Linked DNA regions of Mus musculus: region 1 is linked to region 2. Evidence: chromatin contacts called from public Hi-C data. All regions are on one chromosome and are shown on one strand. Each heading gives the region's core, a stretch centred on a gene start, on an enhancer-like site or on the middle of the called end of the contact. The rest is flanking DNA. Distances are from core to core; before and after follow the strand shown. Region 1 overlaps Ddx59 (DEAD box helicase 59). Region 2 holds the start of Mroh3 (maestro heat-like repeat family member 3).

Evidence for each region. A called contact is a pair of places that touch in the nucleus more often than the background predicts.
Region 1: a Hi-C map of bone marrow-derived macrophages shows a contact between it and region 2, with 2.6 times the contacts expected there. The contact joins the enhancer-like site here to the promoter of Mroh3 in region 2. A contact is called at or near these places in 3 of 39 promoter capture datasets (the 3T3-L1 cell line and stem cell-derived epiblast-like cells), 3 of 484 Hi-C or Micro-C datasets (the G1E-ER4 cell line, bone marrow-derived macrophages and liver), 3 of 115 datasets of contacts at active chromatin or transcription factors (embryonic stem cells and extraembryonic endoderm stem cells) and 3 of 9 other capture datasets (adipose tissue, liver and pancreatic islet).

The regions. Positions count from the first base shown.
Region 1 is chr1:136,427,211-136,431,628 of GRCm38.p6, reverse strand. All of the region lies in intron 4 of Ddx59 (DEAD box helicase 59), which reads right to left. Among named protein-coding and RNA genes, the nearest start is that of 9230116N13Rik, 14 kb to the right of the region's middle. Within about 2 kb of position 1,313, at least 35 of the 459 cell types and tissues checked have an H3K27ac peak or open chromatin away from gene starts, as enhancers often do. A contact at or near this core is called in the G1E-ER4 cell line, bone marrow-derived macrophages and pancreatic islet, where this site is marked.
Region 2 is chr1:136,210,927-136,215,030 of GRCm38.p6, reverse strand. Mroh3 (maestro heat-like repeat family member 3) reads left to right here and starts at 2,211. Exons shown (of 23, transcript NM_001329610.2): 1 at 2,211-2,426; 2 at 3,628-3,742. The coding sequence starts at 3,655. Inava (innate immunity activator) reads left to right here. Exons shown (of 10, transcript NM_028872.3): 10 at 613-1,509. The coding sequence ends at 705.

The DNA of each region.
Region 1 (4,418 bases), core at 64-2,563, 220 kb before region 2:
CCTTGAATTCTTGATCTTCTTGCCTTAGCTTTCAAGTGCTAGGTTTACAGGCATGATCCACCATGGCTGTTAGGGATCACTTTTGGATTTTCAGAGTTTTATTTCCTTCTAGCCATGGATGTCCTATATAACTAACTTACTTTAAATTTAAAAAAAATTAATGTTGGGGATACTTATGGTTTTAATTCTTCAAATTTCATGCCGAGACTTTACCACTAATGTGGGTTGGTGTCCTCTGTTACAATCTGTCTGCCAGAAGTATTTTCATCCACATCTCAGCATAAACGTCACAGACAGCCTGTGGTTACCAATCTAAGGAAGCCCACGGGTTGTCCCTGCCATACTGCATGGATAGGTACACTTGCCACAGCTCCATGGGCAGAGCTCATAAGCATCCCTTTCCACTCTATCCACTACACCAACGACAACTAGCATGCCAAAAGCCCTTTATAAACACTCGGCAACTTTAACTCTAAGCACTAAATAAGACCCAATTATGTAACAAACAGTGTATCAGTGTCCCAAACCTCTCAAATCTAGGAATCACCTGGAGTGAGGTTTTCAAGATCCCTGGGCTGCTGAATCAGACTATCCCAGTGAGAAAGGCAGACGAGATAACACTCGCCGGGCACACTGGGCAGTAGTTCTATGGTTCTGTTCACTGGTTTGTTGTTTCCATTTATTTGGAGAGACAGCTTCCCAGGCAGCCCAGGCTGGTTTGAATTTGTTTATTTTATGTGTATGAGTATTCTGCCTGCATGAAAGTCTGTGCTCCATGTACTTGCCTGGTATCTGTGGACGTAAGAAAAGGTGTTGGATCCCTTAGTACTGGAAATGAGAATGGTTGTGAGCCAACAAGTGCTCTTAACTACTGAGCCATCTTTCCAGTGCCCTCAGACTGGCTTTGAACTCACCCTCCAGCACCAGCCTACTGTTACACTAGGCCAAGCTGGGCAGACCTGTGCTCGGTTTACTGTGATATAGCCAGCTTCACAGTACAGAGAGCATGCACAGTCTGCAGCCTGTCCAACAGAACAGAAAGAAGGAAGGCTGTGTCCCCATGCAGAGGGATGGGGACAGTTTCAAAGTCCCTCATCTGAAGCAGAGAGGAAAGAGCAGGATGGGGTTGTGGGACTATTCTAGGGCAAAGGGAAGGCCTGACAAGAGACACAGATGGTGACAGGAGCAGAGGTTTCAAACTGCAAGGGATTATGAGTCCTGGCCCTCCTCTCGCAGCAGTCATCACCCCTCCTTACAGTCTCACTCTCAGTTCCTGTCCCTCTGCTGACTGACTCAGCAGCAGCTTCACACGCCAGGCTCTCAGCTCTGTCTTCTCGGCTCACTTCCCTCCAGCCTTCTCTTGGAGGACCAGATGTCACAGACTCCAGTAGACATCACAGACTCCAGTGCACTCCCTGTGCAGGAGAAAAGCATTCCCCGTCGTCTGCTGTTCACAGCAAGGCCAAGCTCAGACAATATTACCAGGACCCACATTTACTCGGTTACCCTTTCTAAAATTAAAGGCACAGCTATAATTTCTGGAGTCACCTCTCCAGCTGCCTTCTTTCCCCATATGCCATATGTCATCAGAAGCCTCATAAATGATTACTTTACAGGGACTCTCAGATTTAACCCTTCAGTCCCGGGGCCTCCACCCTGCCCTTGACCCCCTCACTCCTTGGCTGGTTCGCTGGATGCCTGGTCTCTGGGTCCTTCCTCTTTAAATCTCATGTACCGAGAGCAGGGAGATCGCCTCCCTAAAACACCACTTTTACCATGCTATGCCCAACGAGTAATTTAGAAGGCCTCACTGTCTCCCACATCAGATCCACAAGCTCCTGCCTCCCGTCAGGGCCTCTATAATTTGACCCCACCCTGGCTACCCAACTCCACTTCCTGCTGCTGCTCAGGAAGAATTCCTCCAGCTCCTTCCTCCTCCTCGACAAGTCACTTGGGCTTTCTGACTGTTCATCTCACTGGAATATTTCACCTGTCCTCCGGCTTTTAAATTTTTTTCTCATCTTCTAAGGAGCAGTTCAAATCCCATTACTATTTTTTAATAGTGTGAAAAACACTCACTCTCTTAATTCTATACCTGATCTTAACTGTCCTGGACAATTAGCATATCATATGCATAATACAGTAGTTTATGTTACAGTAGTTTTCCCTTCTAGTTGACAAGCTATGGCTATCAGACACTTTCCAACCTTTACCTGTTGTGTGGAAACCAGTCACATCCAGCCACCGTTCTCCTCTTCTAATATATTTTTTAAATGGTGTAATAGATAGAACCCAACATCTTGCAAATGCTAGGCAAGTACTTTACAATCCATTATACTCACAATCCTTTTTTAAAAAAGATTTATTTTTAGCCTATGTGTACTGTGCTTGTCGGCATGCATGAATGAGTACCTACTTGTGCCTGGTACGCACAGGAACTAGAAGGTGTCAGATCCCCTGAGACTCAGTCATAGACAGCTAAGAGCTCCTTTGTGGGTACTGGGAATCAAACCTGGGTCCTCTACGAGAGCAGCAGATCCTCTTAATCTATAGAGTCACTCACATCTCCTTCCCCCAGTCCTTGATGTTTTGAATCAGAGTCGCTTTCTAACTCATGCTGCTCCTGAACCTGAGGTCCTTCTGCCTCTGCTTCTCTAGGTGAGGGCTGGGTTTATAGGCGTGTGTACTCGTGTCTGCGTGTGTGTGGTGTTCCTGGAGATGGACCTGTATACATACAGACATGTATGCCTGTGTGATGGCCACCGGTCCACCTCGGGTGCCATTCTCCCTGGTTTTCGTTGTGGTATCTCCCAGTGGCCTGAAGCTTGCCAAGCAGGGTAGACTGGCTGGCCCTTCTGCCTGTCTCCACTCCCCAGCTCTAGGACTACACTGAGTGTGCACTACCACACTTAGTATGGTAGGATCTCGGGTATCGCGCTGACTAGGGCATCTTCACTGACTGAGATCTCTCCTCAGCCCCACATCTGGGTTTTTGTTTCTGTTTTATCCTCTTGGTTTTCTTGAGGCCCAGTGTTGCTATCTGTGAAGTCTAGATTGGTCTTGACTTTATGATCCTCCTGCCTTTGGCACTTCAGTAAGGCATAGGTAGAGGTATATGCCACCATCCCACTCTGGTGATTTTCATACTGCTACAGTTGTACAGGTTAGTTTCAAAAGATCATACTGGCCCCAAAGCCAGAAAGGTCATCAGCTCCCTTGAAACTGGGATTACAGACTGTTGTGAGCAGCAATGTAGGTGCTGGGAATTGAACCTGGGTCCCCTGGGAGAGTAGTCAGTGCTCTTCACCACTACTGCTGTTTTAGAGAAAATATTTGCCAATCATTGGACTATACTGTTTATCTAAGTACTTTTTTTTTTTTTTTTAGTAAAAATGTTGTTTATTTATTTATTTGTGGTGTGTGTGTGTTGTCTGTAGGTTACAGAACAACTTGTTGGAGTTTGTTCTCTCCTTCTACCATGCAGGTTCTGGAGACTGAACTCAGGTCATCTGGCTTGGGGCTTGGCAGGAAGTACCTTCACCTGCTGAGCCACCTTACCAGTCCCTATTTGAGTATTTCTGTGTCTCGGTAGACAGTATAATGTTTTTGCCTTTATTTCAAGTGTATGCCTTTCTTCTCAAAATTTCAGTATTACGTAGGTTTGAATCACAATGAAAATATTTCTGCAATTCTATGTAAAACGCCTGGAGTTGGTTAATCGGTACATTGACAGCATTCCTGTGCTAACTTCTGCAGCACCAACAACTGATAAGGCTGTTTCCCTCTGAGCTACAAAGAAACCACACCCCTTAATACTGAGGCACTGGGGCAGGAGCTTCAGACACTCCACACACAACCAGATACTTCCTTTGCATCATAATGGTCCAGGATGGCTGACAGGCCCTAGAACCCCTCCCTACCTGCCGCACAAAAGTTAAAGTGCCCTGAAGAGGTAGAGTGCGGCCACCCTGACTTCTACCCACAGCCATCCAGGGGGCGCTGACTCAGCACACCTTTCAAAGGTTTCCGTTACATTATTTTTCATTTCCTTTGGACATCTTAGTCTACCAGACACTGTCCAACATTGCTCATCCTCACTCCTGCTCTGTAAGATTAAAGAGCTTGCCCAAGTTCTCTCAGCAGCTGACTCAGACAGAGGCAGACACCCGCAGCCAAATAGTGGACGGAGCTTGGGGTTCTATGGAAGAATAGGGGGAAGGACTGCGGACCCAGGAGGGAATAGGGACTCCACCAGAAGACTGACAGTCAACTAACCTGGACCCTTGGGGGGCCTCAGAGTCTGAACCACCAACTAAAGAACATCCACAGGCTGGACCTAGGCCTCCTCCTCCCCACACATATGCAGCAGCTGTGCAGCTTGACCTTCATGTGGGTCCTGAACGACTGGAGTGGGGGCT
Region 2 (4,104 bases), core at 962-3,461:
ACTTCGGGTAGGGGTGCAGCCTTGGTTTCTGTAAGCCCCATTTCTTCATCCTGGAATTGAGGCTAGCCGGCATGAATCCTTTCTTTATTCTCTCATCCGGATTCAGAAGGCTATGCAGGGGACAGACTCTAGAAGTTACCAACAAGCTGCTTCTTTGAGACCCCAGATTCCCAGCAGCCCAGCTGCATCATTCCCCACCCCCACCCCTGATCTTTGGGCTGTTGCAGCTGCCATCTCTGGCTGGGCAGCGCCCTGGCCCAGTCCCAGGCTATACACCCTCTAGCTGACGTGCCTATCCCTTCCTGCGAGCTTAGACCTGCCTTTGGTCTAGGCTTGGCTCATCCCAACCTGTCAGACAGGGACGGTGATGAGACATGAGCCCGGGAAAGGTGGAGAAGAAGGTCAGGGTGACCGTCATACCCCAAAGGACCTGGATCAGGGGTGGTACCTGGGGGGCATCATTCCTGGGGAGGGCAGGAGCAGAGCACCAGGGCTTCACTATCGATGATGGTCTGTGCCTTTAAGCAAAGAGAACGATGTGGCTGAGCTTGCTGCACTGACCTTTCTACCCAGTTTGCTCATCCGCCTCTCCTCTCTCCCTGCCTGTGACAGGTGCCCCCCGTGTACGTACTCCGGAGGTCGACGGACGGGGCCCCAGTGCAAGTCTTTGTGCCTGAGAACGGAGAGATTATCAGCCAAGTGTAACTCTTCTGAACGCCTTGCCTCGTGCGGGAAAAGACTTTTCTATTGGAGCTGGGGTCGAGGACCCCCTCACCCTTAAGTGCTTCTTTCATCTCCCCTCCCCTCATCGCAGGCCGATGATGCAGAGCTGAGACCTTTCGGTTTTTTTACATGTGTTTCCCAGAAGTCCTGACCTGAGGATTTATATCTGTGATTTGTCTTATTCTTTAATAACATGATTATGCTTTATCCCCCAGAGTCTGGCCTTTTGGACTAATGTCGAGCTGGACTAATCGACAGCATTTGTCTCCTTATGTAGGACAAGTGGCATAGAGGGCCCCTTGAGACGTCCCATATGCTCTGGGCCCTCTTTCTGAGATACCTGTTGCTTCTTAAGGCTGGAGGCCGGATGTGGGACTCCCTCAACAGGGACTCTTCCCTTGTTTCCCAGATGCTGGGCAGAACTCTCCTCTCCCCTTCAGGGCACAGGCATTTCTGTCATGGTGTTCTTCCCATACCCTACAGTAGTCCCAACCTCCACTTGCCATATTGTATGGCTTCTGAGCCCCTTCCCCAGTGCATAGATGCCCCCCCCCCAACCCAGTGTATTCTCTGGATCCCTAAGTGCCTTAGATCCTGAGCCACAGAGCTGAGAGACTTCTGAGTGCTAGTGCCTCCCCACACCTGAGCATCCTTCACATTAATTAACTTATTGGTCTTACCTAACAGCTATCTCGTGTGGTTGCACCGTGGCGGTGCCCTCCGTTACAGGGCAACCTTGTGCCAAATACTTCAATAAAATCTGATTGGCCCAGCTGAGGATGAAGGATTCTGTGTGTGTGCTGAGTTGTTTTTTTTGTTTGTTTGTTTGTTTTGACCAAGCACAGAGTGGGCTCCTTGAGATGGCTGCCTGGTTTGGTCATGACTCTAGGGAGCAAGCAGAGTGACAGACAGAAACTCAAGCTGCTTCTCTGAGCACAGGGAATCCAGCAAAGCTCCTCAAGGTCTCCAGAGCCTGAACTTTTAGCTCAACTGTTAAAATCTGGAAAGCCCAGATTCCATTTTCAGCACCCTCATGGCAGCTCCATGGAGTAACCTTGGAAGGCACTTCAGCGCTTTGTGATCCCTTTTTCTCTGGCTTCAGATGGCCCAGGCTCAGTGGTTTGAGGCTTATTTGAAATTGTTCTTGTGGCTGGAAAAACAGGCGTTCCTTGGGTAAGGAGGGGCTCTCCATAAGACCCCTTCTGTGTTTTTGCAAAAGGTGGAGAGGGAGGGGTAGTAGGAGGAGAGGGGTGTTGGAGGGAGGCTGCAACTTTTTCTGCTGCCCTGTAGGGGGTGCTCAGGACTTGAGAGCAGAGCGCCTGCTATGGCTACAGTTTCTGGAGAGCTTGTGGCCTGAGTCTGAGGTAGCAGCTCTGTGTCAGGCAGAGAAAGGGGTCTCTGTTTTGCCTGTCCCTCTCCACAGTCAAGGAAGAGGTAGGTCACAAAGGGCCAGGCAGATGGCTATGCAGGGGTGACGCCAGTGCTGCACTTGGTGGCCAGCCCTAGAGACTGTAGGAATCTGGCTTTCAAGGACCTGGCTTTATTAGGCTGGGGGTTGTTCCATGCTAGGGGTTGGGTGGGAAGGGAAGAGAGTTCCAGGGCCTCTAGAGAAGCTGTGGGCATCCTTATCTCAGACCTGAACATCAATGTAGCTATTAACTGTGGCCAGTAAGGACTTGATTTTGGATGTAACTTATTTTGTGGTAAGTTTGAACTTTATTTTTCCTGTGTTGGGGATGGAACCCAGGGTTTCACACTTGTCAGGCAGGTATTTGGTTTTGTGTTTTAGCCATCTGTCATCTGTTAGGCCCAGAAAAATACATTTTAGGGTTTTTTTTTTTAAATGTATATGGGCGTACCATGTGTGTGCAGTGCCCACTTTGGCTAGATGAGGGCATCAGCTTCCCTGGAACTGGAGTTACCGTGAGCACTTTTAACCGTTGAGCCATCTCTCCAGTTCCCACCCCCAATTCCAGGTAAAGCTTGATCAGAGGGTTCTGTTGTAATAATCTTTCTAGGTGGCAAAGAGGTTGAAGTATCTATATATCTATATAGCTATAGATATATAGATATGGGAGGCTGTTAAGAAAAAATGGGGGATAGCTAAGTTCTTGTAAGCAGCCAGCCTTGAAATGTGCCAGTGTGAGGAACTGGTTGGGCATAACTCCTTTCAGTTTCAGTCCATAGGCTAGCTCTACACCTGAGCATCCATGTCTGGGAGTTGCAGGCACGTTAGAGTCCTTAGCCTCCCCTCCTGGATGGCAGAAGGGACATCCTAGAGAATGGGAAAGAACCCTCTGCTAAGAACAGCTTCAGAACCTGACCTTAAGACATCAGAACCACAGATAGAAACTTCCCTGGGAGCCAGCTTGAGTCTGAGATTGCCACAGGAGATCCTTGGCTGGTGCCTGCATGACCCATAAGGAGTCAGGGTTCTTCAAGGGGGGTTGTGCACTTTCCCCAGAAACAGGAGATAAAATGGGAAACTAGCAAACAGGACCTAGCATGGGCACTGTCCAGTCAGTTCTTGTGGTTCTGTTTTGTTTGTTTGTTTGTTTTTTCTCTTCTCTTCTCTTCTCTTCTCTTCTCTTCTTTTCTTCCCCCTCCCCTTTCCCCCCTCCCCTCCCCTCCCCTCCCCTCCCCTCCCCTCCCCTCTTCTTTTCTTTTCTTTTCTTCTTTTCTTTTCTTTTCTTTTCTTTTCTTTTCTTTTCTTTTCTCTTCTTATTCTGCCCTCATGCCATGGATAAATGCAGAGCCTCAGGACATGCTGAACAAGTGTTCTGCTATCTCCAACCCTGTCCTTGTAAATGGTCAGGCTGCCTCCTGCAGCCTTCCCCTATACTAAACCTGCATCACTAAGAAGACCAGACTCTCATCAGGCCTGACTGCTGGTCTCATTACAAGCTGTTGGATCCTGTCCTGGGTGGGCAAATGAATCTACACTCCGAGGAGAGAAATCTGAACAGAGTAACATTTCGGTCATCGATGTACGATGTCTTGTTAGAGCCAAGTTTATCAGGTAAGCAGTTTTCTGTAGGCCTGGGTATCACTAATCTTACTGAGGCAGTTTGGAAGTGATAATGGCTCCCTGGCCCTTGCTAGAGATGTCACTCTAAGGGCTATCCCTTTCATAACTACTCTCTAAGGCCTGCTCCTTCTGCAGGCTCATCTCCCTCAGAGGCCTGGAGCTTAGCTGGGCGTTGATATGGTCTGAGATATTGAAAGCTCACCTAGAGGCAACTAGACGTTCAGTGGAGCCCTAGATGTTTAAAGCCTGTAGGTAGTATGGAAAGATCTTTCCATACTACCTACAGGCCAATAACCTCTTAACCAACACTTGATTTTTAGACTAGAGGTGTCCAAATTCCAAGTTCTTATAGC